2 separate regions of the Ovis aries genome follow, and region 2 is linked to region 1. Evidence: chromatin contacts called from public Hi-C data. All regions are on one chromosome and are shown on one strand. The core of a region is the stretch at or near the end of the contact, and the rest is flanking DNA. Distances in the headings are between cores, read along the strand shown.

Region 1 (4,534 bases), core at 1,600-4,099:
AATGCTGACATGTAGATAAGGACTGAAATTCACCAGCACTGCACCCTCTGTGCCTTGAATAATGTCTTGCACATGGTAAATACTCAACAAAAGTTTTAAGAGTAGGGGAGATCACCTAGGGCGAGAGGGTACAGTAAGAAGAGGCTGAGGAATTCCAACAGGTAGAAGAAGTTTTAGTCACTGAAGACTAAAAACAGCCAAGAGGAGGATGAAAACAAGGTGATGTCATCAAAGGCAAGAAGGGAAGGGTGAGTGGGGAGCATGGTCCATAGGGTTGCGTGCTGCTGAGAGGTTAAGAACATAAGGCATGCAAAGTGTCTCTTCCACCCATCGAGTCCACAGTACAACCATCTACCCCACCTCATCCAGCCAAGCCACCACTCTCCCCTCTCACTCGTCTGCCTCTTCCTTCTCTTCTCTCCAGAAAACCGTGATTGGTGCCTCTGTGAGCGTGGGACAGGAAGAGTTAACTTGCTGACAGACGGCATTTTTTACCTTCAGTCAATATGAACAAGGCCCCAAGACTATGATTCCAAACATCTGGATTTCATCAATATGTGATCTGTCATCGTATATTGGCATTCCCCAGTCCCCGCGCCAGAGCAATGCGGCTGGTTTTATTAATACGTCAAATACATTATCCGTGTAATACACTTGTCTGGCTGGGGCCTCCCGCTGGGGCGGGGCGGCGGATTTGAATGTATGATGAATCAGTTTGCATTACATGTTCGTAAGTCATCATTTGTCAGGATTAATAGGCATCCCTGGTCGAGGGGGTGGGGGTGGGGCGGGCAGAGGAGAGACGTGTGTTTAGCTATGGCCCATCCTTATCTGCCAGTGCCCAGGGATGCCCTGAAAACAGCTCTGCACTCTCCTGCCCAGACCCCAGGGCAGTGGCTGGTGGTCTGGTGATATTTTTTAGCAGTTCCAGAGTCACTTGGAAGCAAAGAGGCCTATTTGTCTCTGCTTTGGGCTTGCCATGCAACCAAAAAGGGTATGGCAGGGACCGTTTGCACAGACTGACTAACTCTTGCTCATCCTTTAAGACTCTGAATTCTTTCTTCCAGGGAGCCTTTCCTGACTCCTCCAGACTGCACTAGGTGCCTCCTCTGTGTTCCCATAGTTTCCTGTGCTACCTCTGGTCACACAGTGTTACAGTTGCCTATCATGTATCTGTCACTCTCTTTAGACTAAATTTCTTGTGGGCAGGGAATAACTTGTTTATTGCTATAGTCCCAGAAGATCCCCTGGAGAAGGGAATGGCAACCCACTTCAGTATTCTTGCCTGGAGAATCCTACGGACAGAGGAACCTGGAGGGCTACAAAGAGTCGGACATGACTGAGTGACTAACACTTTCGACTTTCAGTATTTTGCAGAGGGCGTAACCCAAAGTAAGACAATATTAGTAGTTTAAGTAGAAACAAATACATATTCCTTGAATGAATGAATAAATGATTGTTGACCTTGCTAAATCCCCAGAAGGCGCGGATGTTAGCTGGGAGATGTTGTGGAGGTTTTATCTGGTTCCTTGCCTCTACCTTGCCCCTGGTCTGATCATCTATCTACTGTACACGATCTTCTTCACTTGCTCCTCTTCCTGCTATAGGGAAGACTCCCTCACAGCACCAGGTTGCTTACAGGTGACATATAAACTCAGGATCCACAGGGTTGACATGTTCATGCCCACATGCCCTTGCCATCTTCCCTTCCCTCTACTCTGCTGGCAGAAACCCAGATTGGTATTGCCCGCTCCATATGGCCTCCTGCCAGCTCCAGGTTCTTGTAAAACTGCAGCCGCGCTGATGCCCTGACCCCTATTGTGATGGATACTATTTACTGTCTATAGCAATGGAGGGGGCATGGCTCTTGGGGGGCCAGTAGCCAACATCTGCAAGACAGCCAGGTGGAGGTCAGCCTGTGGGTAGTTGAGGCTCGCATGTGGGCTGGAGCTGGAGCTAAGGACTGTGGGCCAAGGCACAGTTAAGCTCACTGAGTCTTGGGCATGGACCCTAAACCCTTGACCCCATGAGCCTTTGCTTCAGCCAAGAGCACCAGCCAGCCTGTTTAGAGGCTGTCGGGGCTTCAAGGGTCACAGCTATTTCATACCACTGAACTTGGCTGCCCCAGACACAACTGCAGCCTCTCTCCTCTTAGCTAACTTCCCCTTGTCCCTTAGCTAATCACTTCCAGACAGTGCCCTGTGCTGGGCCAGGCCTGTGGTGGGTGGGGCAGGTGGGCCTCCCAGAGTTCCCTGGGATTAGGCTTTATTATAAACTGCAGAAAAGGGCCCAGTTCAGGAAAACATCCACATATGGACATGCACAAATATCCTCTCAAATGTCTGGACACACACATGTGCGCGTGAGCACTGGCACACCCAGGTGCTCAGACAAGTGTGGGTATTTGTTCCCATCTAGACAAATGCATGTGAGCACAGGCATACATGCAAGCGTAGACTGAGTCCACCCGGACACTCCCTGGCATGTCCACAGACTTCACTCCCCTCCAGCATCTTCCTTGCCATGAAGCCAAAATGTTAGGACTGGACTGTGTAAAGCAAAGTAAATCCAAGTGTGCTTTACCCCCTGCTGGCTCTGACTATGGGCTTATAAAAATGAAGTGGGAACCTCCGCAGCTGTGGGCAGTAAATCCTGAACCGCCAAGGAGGCCAGTGTTACCTGCTTTCTCAGCTCACGGGGGGAAGTTGGGGCACTGATTACAAGTGCCTGCAGGGTGGGACGGGCAGCGGGCCAGCTGCTTGGCCTCGGGCACTGCCTGCTAGCCCAGCCCCGGCCAGCTGTCTCCTACAGACCTGCGGGGTGCAGAGACCCAGAGCCCTGGTGGGGGCGGGGTGGAGGTATGCAAGGGCCAAGAGAGGAAGAGAAGTAGAGGAGAAGGGCTGGGGTGGGCAGAGTGAGCAAGACAGCCACGTGCTGCTAAGGCTGAGGGGAGCCCTCGCATCTGGAGATCAATTAGCATCAATTACTGACTTCATTTAATTGTCGTCCAAGATGAATTTGTCATTTTTAGCTGGAAATTAATGGGAGACCTTCACCTCTCCCTGGCAGCAGCCGCAGAGCCAACAGCGGTCACCTCAGCCTCCTAGGAGCCTTGAATCCTGCTTGGGGTTGGGGCCAGGCGCGGGCAAGCAGCAGCGGGGCTTCTGCTCCCTGGGCAAACTCTGGCCTGCCCTCGCAGTCCAGTCAGCATGGCCCACTGCAGCCCAGGGCCACGGTGGGGGCTGCGGGGCCTGCGGAGCAGTCCTTTGCAGCCTCTGTCTTCGGCCAGAAATTAATTTGCTGGGCTGAGCATGTTTACCTTTTCCCAGCAAAGGCGAGACAGTAAACAGCGGACCGGCGGCTGAAATTGAATTGATAACTGCATCAACGTGCCAGATAACGCCTAAAATAATACGCCGATAAGGAAATTCGATTTGATTTGCTGCTGCGCATCAGATTGGCCCCATCTGTAGCTGCCTGTAATCATTTTCAATTGCGTTGGGAAACCTTATTTGTCCTTAAATATTTCTGTCATTTTTCATTGCTGGCGACAGATCCTTGGGCAGGTGGCAGGGGTGCGCTGCCTCTGTGGGCGCGGGGCGGCGGCCCGAGGAGGAGGGGTGGCGCGGACTTGCGCGGAAGAGGCAGGGAGCGGGCAGCCGGGCGGTGACAGCTGTTCCTCCAATCAATCACACTGTCGACAGGGAGGGACGACTGGCTGGCAGAAATTGAGTTTGCCTCACAGGGGACGATTGAGCAAATTAATAGCCCATTAGCCAAGCAGTGACCTGAGAAATGAAGGTGCAGGGGTTCCTGCTCACTCAGGCCGGCTGGGGTGGGGCAGGGCAGGAGGAGGGTTTGGGGAGGAGAGAACTGGGGAGGAGGTGTGGGAAGAGGAGGGAAGGATTCAAGGATGGGATGGGAGAACAGATGGGCAGGACATGGACTGCGGAGTGGATGGTGCCAGAGGGGTGATGTCAAGCCAGGGAGATGGGCGAGGGACGCAGAGGGTCCTAGGAGAGATGCTGGGAAAAGAGGGGGCAGAGTGGGCTCTTGACGATGTTCCTACCATGCACTCTGGGACCTAGTACCTTGGCAGTAAACTCCTCTGCATCCTTGCTCCCTAGATGCTCCCTTTACTTCCTCTCTTCTTTTTCCTGGAAACATCACTTATATTCCCTGGTGACATCACTTCCCTGTGTCCTCTCCAACTCCAGGTTCCTCAGGCCAGGAGGTGGGGTCAGTGTCTCGCTTAGTGCCTACTGCTGCTTTCAGACCACTGCTTCTCCACCCAGTGGACCCTGAGGGAAAGTACCACCCTGCATCCCTCATCGCTCTTATCCGCCTTCTCCATATCTGCCTAGGACTTTGACACTCACCTGTCACCCAGGTGACACCTGCCCTGATCTTGTCAGCTCCTGTTGTTTCTTCCTGTATTCCACATCCTCCTGGAGGACCTTGCCAACAACCAAAATTGTTCTGTGAAAGAACTCCCTCGCCCCAAGCCCTCTCATGGCCTTGGACCCTCTCTCTC
Region 2 (4,507 bases), core at 1,136-3,635, 48 kb before region 1:
CAGCAGACCAAAGTGAGAAGGCTTCCTTCTGGTCAGCCCAGAGGCCTCCAAAGCGAGCTCTGGGCTCTAGGCCTCAAGGGCTTGGCCAGCATGAAGCGATTATTCCACAAATGGGCCTGGAGTGGCCCTTCCCCTCTGGGAGGCACCTGTGTCTAGGAGAGGTGAGCGTGCACCTAGGCTGCAGCAGGGCCTGGAGGACTTCCAGCTTATGGGCCTGTGGAAGTGAGAGCTGCTGGACCCCTCTGACCTTAGCTGGTCGCTGCCTCTCCTCCCAATCCCATTCCCGAGGACCAACCGGGCCTCTCTCCTCTCCCCAGGGCTGCATCGTGATCCGATACACAGCCCCCTGGCACATGGTCTTCTTCTCCGAGACCCTGGGCATCCCTTCACTTCGTGTCTTGGCCCAGAAGCTGCTTGAGCTGCTCTTTGATTACGAGGTTGAGAAGGAGCCCCTGCTCTTCCACGTCTTCAGCAACGCTGGCGTCATGCTGTACCGATATGTGCTGGAGCTGCTGCAGACCCACCGGCGCTTCTGTCACCTGCGTGTAGTGGGCACCATCTTTGACAGCGGTCCCGGTGACAGCAACCTGCTGGGGGCTCTGCGGGCACTGGCGGTCGTCCTAGAGCACCGGCCTGCTGCGCTCCGCCTGCTGCTCCTGGTGGCCTTCGCCCTGGTGGCCTTCCTGTTCCATGTCCTGCTCGCGCCACTCACCGCCCTCTTCCACACGCACTTCTATGACAGGCTGCTCGATGCAGCCTCTCGCTGGCCCGAGCTCTACCTCTATTCCAGGGCTGACGAGGTGGTCCTGGCCCGGGACGTGGAGCGCATGGTGGAGGCACGCCTGGCACACCAGGTCCTGGTGCGCTCTGTGGACTTCGTGTCGTCTGCACACGTCAGCCACCTCCGCGACTACCCTACTTACTACACTACCCTCTGTGTCAACTTCATGCACAGCTGTGTCCACTGCTCAGGTCCTTGCCCTCCCCACCTCACCTCTGCTCCAGAAATAAATGCCTGACTCTTCCCCACAACCTACATCCATGGGTGGGGTCCTCTGCTGGTACAGCTCCCTGCAGCTCTCGGGGTCTTTGTGGTCCCTCTGTCCTGGGGGACCATGTCGGTCTGTTTACCCCAAGATCCTGGGGGCAGTAGTGCCTGTGCAGGTCTCCGCAGGAGCCTTGCAGCTCTTGTGTTTGCTAAGTGCAACAGTCAGGCTGCTGGTTCCTGTGGCATTTAGGCTGTGAAGGGTTAATAAAGCTGGGGGTGGGGTGAGGCTAAGCCCCAGCATTGATTGATCTTTGATTCCTTGAATGGAAGGTGAGCTTTGCAGGGAGGTGTCAGAAGGTAGGGGAAGGGGCTGTGATCTGTGCTCCCAGGACCTGGAAGGGCAGGCAAAGCCCCCCCAAGCCTGGAGCAAAATCCCCTAGGATCCCACTTGGCAGTTCACTCAGGCTTCTCATTGCCAGGGAGTCTGAGGTGGAAGCCATATGGGGAGCTGACAGGTGGGGGATCTGTCCAAGATCTACTACACTTTGCCAGAAAGCCACTGGACCCAGGGAAGTTGCAAGATGTGTGTGGAGTGGGCAGAGGGTGTGGGGAGCAGGAAGACAGCAGCCCCAGATGGGAGCTGGGACAAGCTGAGTCAGGAGTTCTGAAGACCAGAACCATTGGCCTTCATCTCCTTGAGGGAGACCCACTTGGATCCTCTGTAGACAGGAGCAGTGGCTTCAGCCTTAGAATTCTGTATCATCTATCATCCTGTAAGTCACTGCTGCACAATACTGGCACATAGTAGGCATTCAATAAATTTGTGTTGATTGATTGAGCTTACTGTGGTGATCCCTTCCCAGGTGGCGCTGGTAGTAAAGAACCCGCCTGGCAAAGCAGGAGACATGAGGTGCAGGTTCCATCCCTGGGTCGGGAAGATCCCCTAGAGGAAGGCATGGCAACCCACTTTAGTATTCTTGCCTGGAGAATCCCATGGACAGAGGAGTGAGCCTGGCGGGCTACAGTCCATAGGGTCACAGTGAGTCAGACATGACTGAAGTGACTTAGCACACTGTGGTGATCAAGGGACTTGGGGGCCAGGGACGGGCTTTGAAAGTTTGACAGTCAGTGAAGGAGATGGCTGGAAGAGCTCTGTGTGGGAGCTGACCCTGACAGTCTCAGGGCTGATGCACCTTCTGTCTCCAAAGCTCAGCTCTCCCTGCATGGCCTCAGCCCTGTGGGATGGCCCCTCAGCTGCTGCAGCCCGTTCCTTCTGTGTGGCTGCATTCCTAGCCATGGCCAACAGGTGGCAGTGCTGCCTGTGCCATGAGATGGAACTCAAGGCTCCCACAGCAGGGCAGGTTTCACGCCCTCACTCTGGGTTAATGTCTTCTATTAGAGAGCATTTGGCCCCGGGGGGTGAAAGTAACCAGCCATCAAGGACCTACTGAGTCCAAGGCAGGGAGAGGGGAGAGTAGAAATCCGATAGGAGCCAGCCTGATGGGAACTGGGCGGCGTCCACTTCTCTTCTAAACCCTCTACTGTCACGAGCTGCTCTGCTCAGGCCACATACATTTTCCTAGAGACTTGGGCTCCAGGATCCTTGCTTTCAGAATATTTGGTGCCATCAAGCTGGGCCTGGCACTGTGAAGGGCCTTCACTGGACTCCAACCAGGGTGATTTGTCTTTTGGGTGCAGAGGTGGGCAGGAACTGGCAACTGGACCTGATTCTATAGTATTCACTGCGCATCCCAGAGATGGGTGTGTCTAAGATTTGGGAGGCGGGGTCTGGTGTGTGAGAACATGTGAAAGAAAGGAGTCTGGAGTCATGAAGATACTCTGGGGTGTTGAATTTTAGCAGAATCTTCTGTCAAAACAAGCTTTCTGTGGTGGGCAAGACCTCCTCTGCAGCTCTGAGCACCTGCCCGAGCACCCAGTTGCTCACTCCCTGGTACTGGTCAGCCATGGGGATCACCACTTGACCAAGCTCCATCTTAAGTGCTGGCTGTCCAGCCTCAGTTCCCTGACTTGAGGGTCCACCTTGGATAAAGGGGGTTCTTACTGTTCGTTTATCTGGGCAGTAGCTATAGCAGGCAGTGGTCACTAGGATGGAAAGCAGACGCCGCCACAGGGGACTAAGATGCTGACTTTGGTCCCTGGATCACTTCAAGGGACTAGAAAGGGACAGAGGTTTGGGGATTATGTTTTCACTTGAGCTTACAGCCTGTTCCAGCCCTAGACCAGGGGATAGAGCTTGCATCCCCTCGGTACCCCCAAGCTCTGACCTCTCCTGTGATTAATGAGCTGACGATTCTGCATCGATAAGGAATTAACCTGGAGCCCCTACCCATCAATAGTCAGGAGTCCAGGTCCTGGCCCCACCCCCCCACACCCAACAAGGCTCCAGGGCCCCTGAACAGACTAACCCCACACTGCCTCACAAAGCCATAGCCAAGTCCTTTTCCCCACATGGCTGCCAGGAATTAACCCCTTAACTGCCTCTGTTCCTACCACCTCATCATCTTCCCCTCCCTGTACACATACACAGAGACAGCAGCTGTTTATACTGGTTTAATCCATGTCAAATGTAGTTTACAAAGGGAAAGGACAAGTACCTTTGTATAGAATATACAGACACAGCATCACACCATGGGGCCCACAGGGCAGGGGAGACCACACTTTTCCCGGGAAGACCACACTTTTCCCGGGAAGAGCAGCTCTAATCCCAGGAAAGGTTCTCTGCGGAAGGCTGGGGAGCCAGAAGCACCCTTTGTCCAGCCCAGTCTCAGCCCCTGCTTCAGCTCGGTTCCCACGCCTGTGCCTCCCCCCTCCCCCAACTCCTTACCAAGAGCCCCAGGAGCTAAGACTAAGGAGAGGATCACGTCCCTTGGGGCACATGCCCCACGTCTGGGAGAAGAAATATACACCACTGAACAGCGAGCACATGGGAGAGGGGAGGGACTGGGAAGGAGTGAGGCAGGCACCCCAAGGCGGATGGGCCGAGCCCCCAGCCAGCCCTCAAGGAGGCGCTGCCTCCAGGCCTTCTTAACAAAAGAAGAAAATCATACAACCAGGGGATGGGGAAGGGGCGGGGGGGGGGGGGGGTAGCTGTCCCATTTATACACAACATTGTAAACATACAGAGTCTATATTACATGTGCTTCAGTCTGGTGTTTGCATGTCTGTCCGTCTGGGGGCTGGATCTCAGGAGCCTTGCTTGACAATACTCCCCCCACCCCCACCTCCCTGCCCCACTCTGGGAACAGAACCTGGAACAGGTATGACCCCCAATCTTGGTGGGAGCCAGCAGGCAGGGCCTGGGCCTCAGCCTCCATTCTGGCTCCAGAGTCCTGTGTGTGTGCATGTTCATGTGTGTGCATGTATGTACATGGGGAACCTGTGTGCAAGTATGTACAAGGGGGCGTCTCGTCGCAGGTGGGGCAGGCGTGGCGCTGGAGCAAGGCCTGCTTGGGGTGGCCGGCTCACAAGTAGATTCTCCGCAGGTCTCCAGGCGCTGTG

The links. A called contact is a pair of places that touch in the nucleus more often than the background predicts.
Region 2: a Hi-C map of hypothalamus shows a contact between it and region 1, with 3 times the contacts expected there. The contact joins two enhancer-like sites. A contact is called at or near these places in 4 of 16 Hi-C or Micro-C datasets (hypothalamus, liver, muscle and 1 more).

Annotation. Positions count from the first base shown.
Region 1 is chr1:19,278,551-19,283,084 of ARS-UI_Ramb_v3.0, reverse strand. All of the region lies in intron 2 of RNF220 (ring finger protein 220), which reads right to left. It overlaps LOC105607754 (a long non-coding RNA gene), which reads left to right. Exons shown (of 5, transcript XR_001028529.5): 4 at 425-4,534. Among named protein-coding and RNA genes, the nearest start is that of TMEM53, 67 kb to the left of the region's middle. Within about 2 kb of position 2,849, at least 3 of the 54 cell types and tissues checked have an H3K27ac peak or open chromatin away from gene starts, as enhancers often do. A contact at or near this core is called in hypothalamus, where this site is marked.
Region 2 is chr1:19,326,514-19,331,020 of ARS-UI_Ramb_v3.0, reverse strand. RNF220 (ring finger protein 220) reads right to left here. Exons shown (of 15, transcript XM_060403282.1): 15 at 3,547-4,507. The coding sequence ends at 4,471. TMEM53 (transmembrane protein 53) reads left to right here. Exons shown (of 3, transcript XM_027969131.3): 3 at 318-1,826. The coding sequence ends at 1,019. Among named protein-coding and RNA genes, the nearest start is that of TMEM53, 19 kb to the left of the region's middle. Within about 2 kb of position 2,385, at least 10 of the 54 cell types and tissues checked have an H3K27ac peak or open chromatin away from gene starts, as enhancers often do. A contact at or near this core is called in hypothalamus, where this site is marked.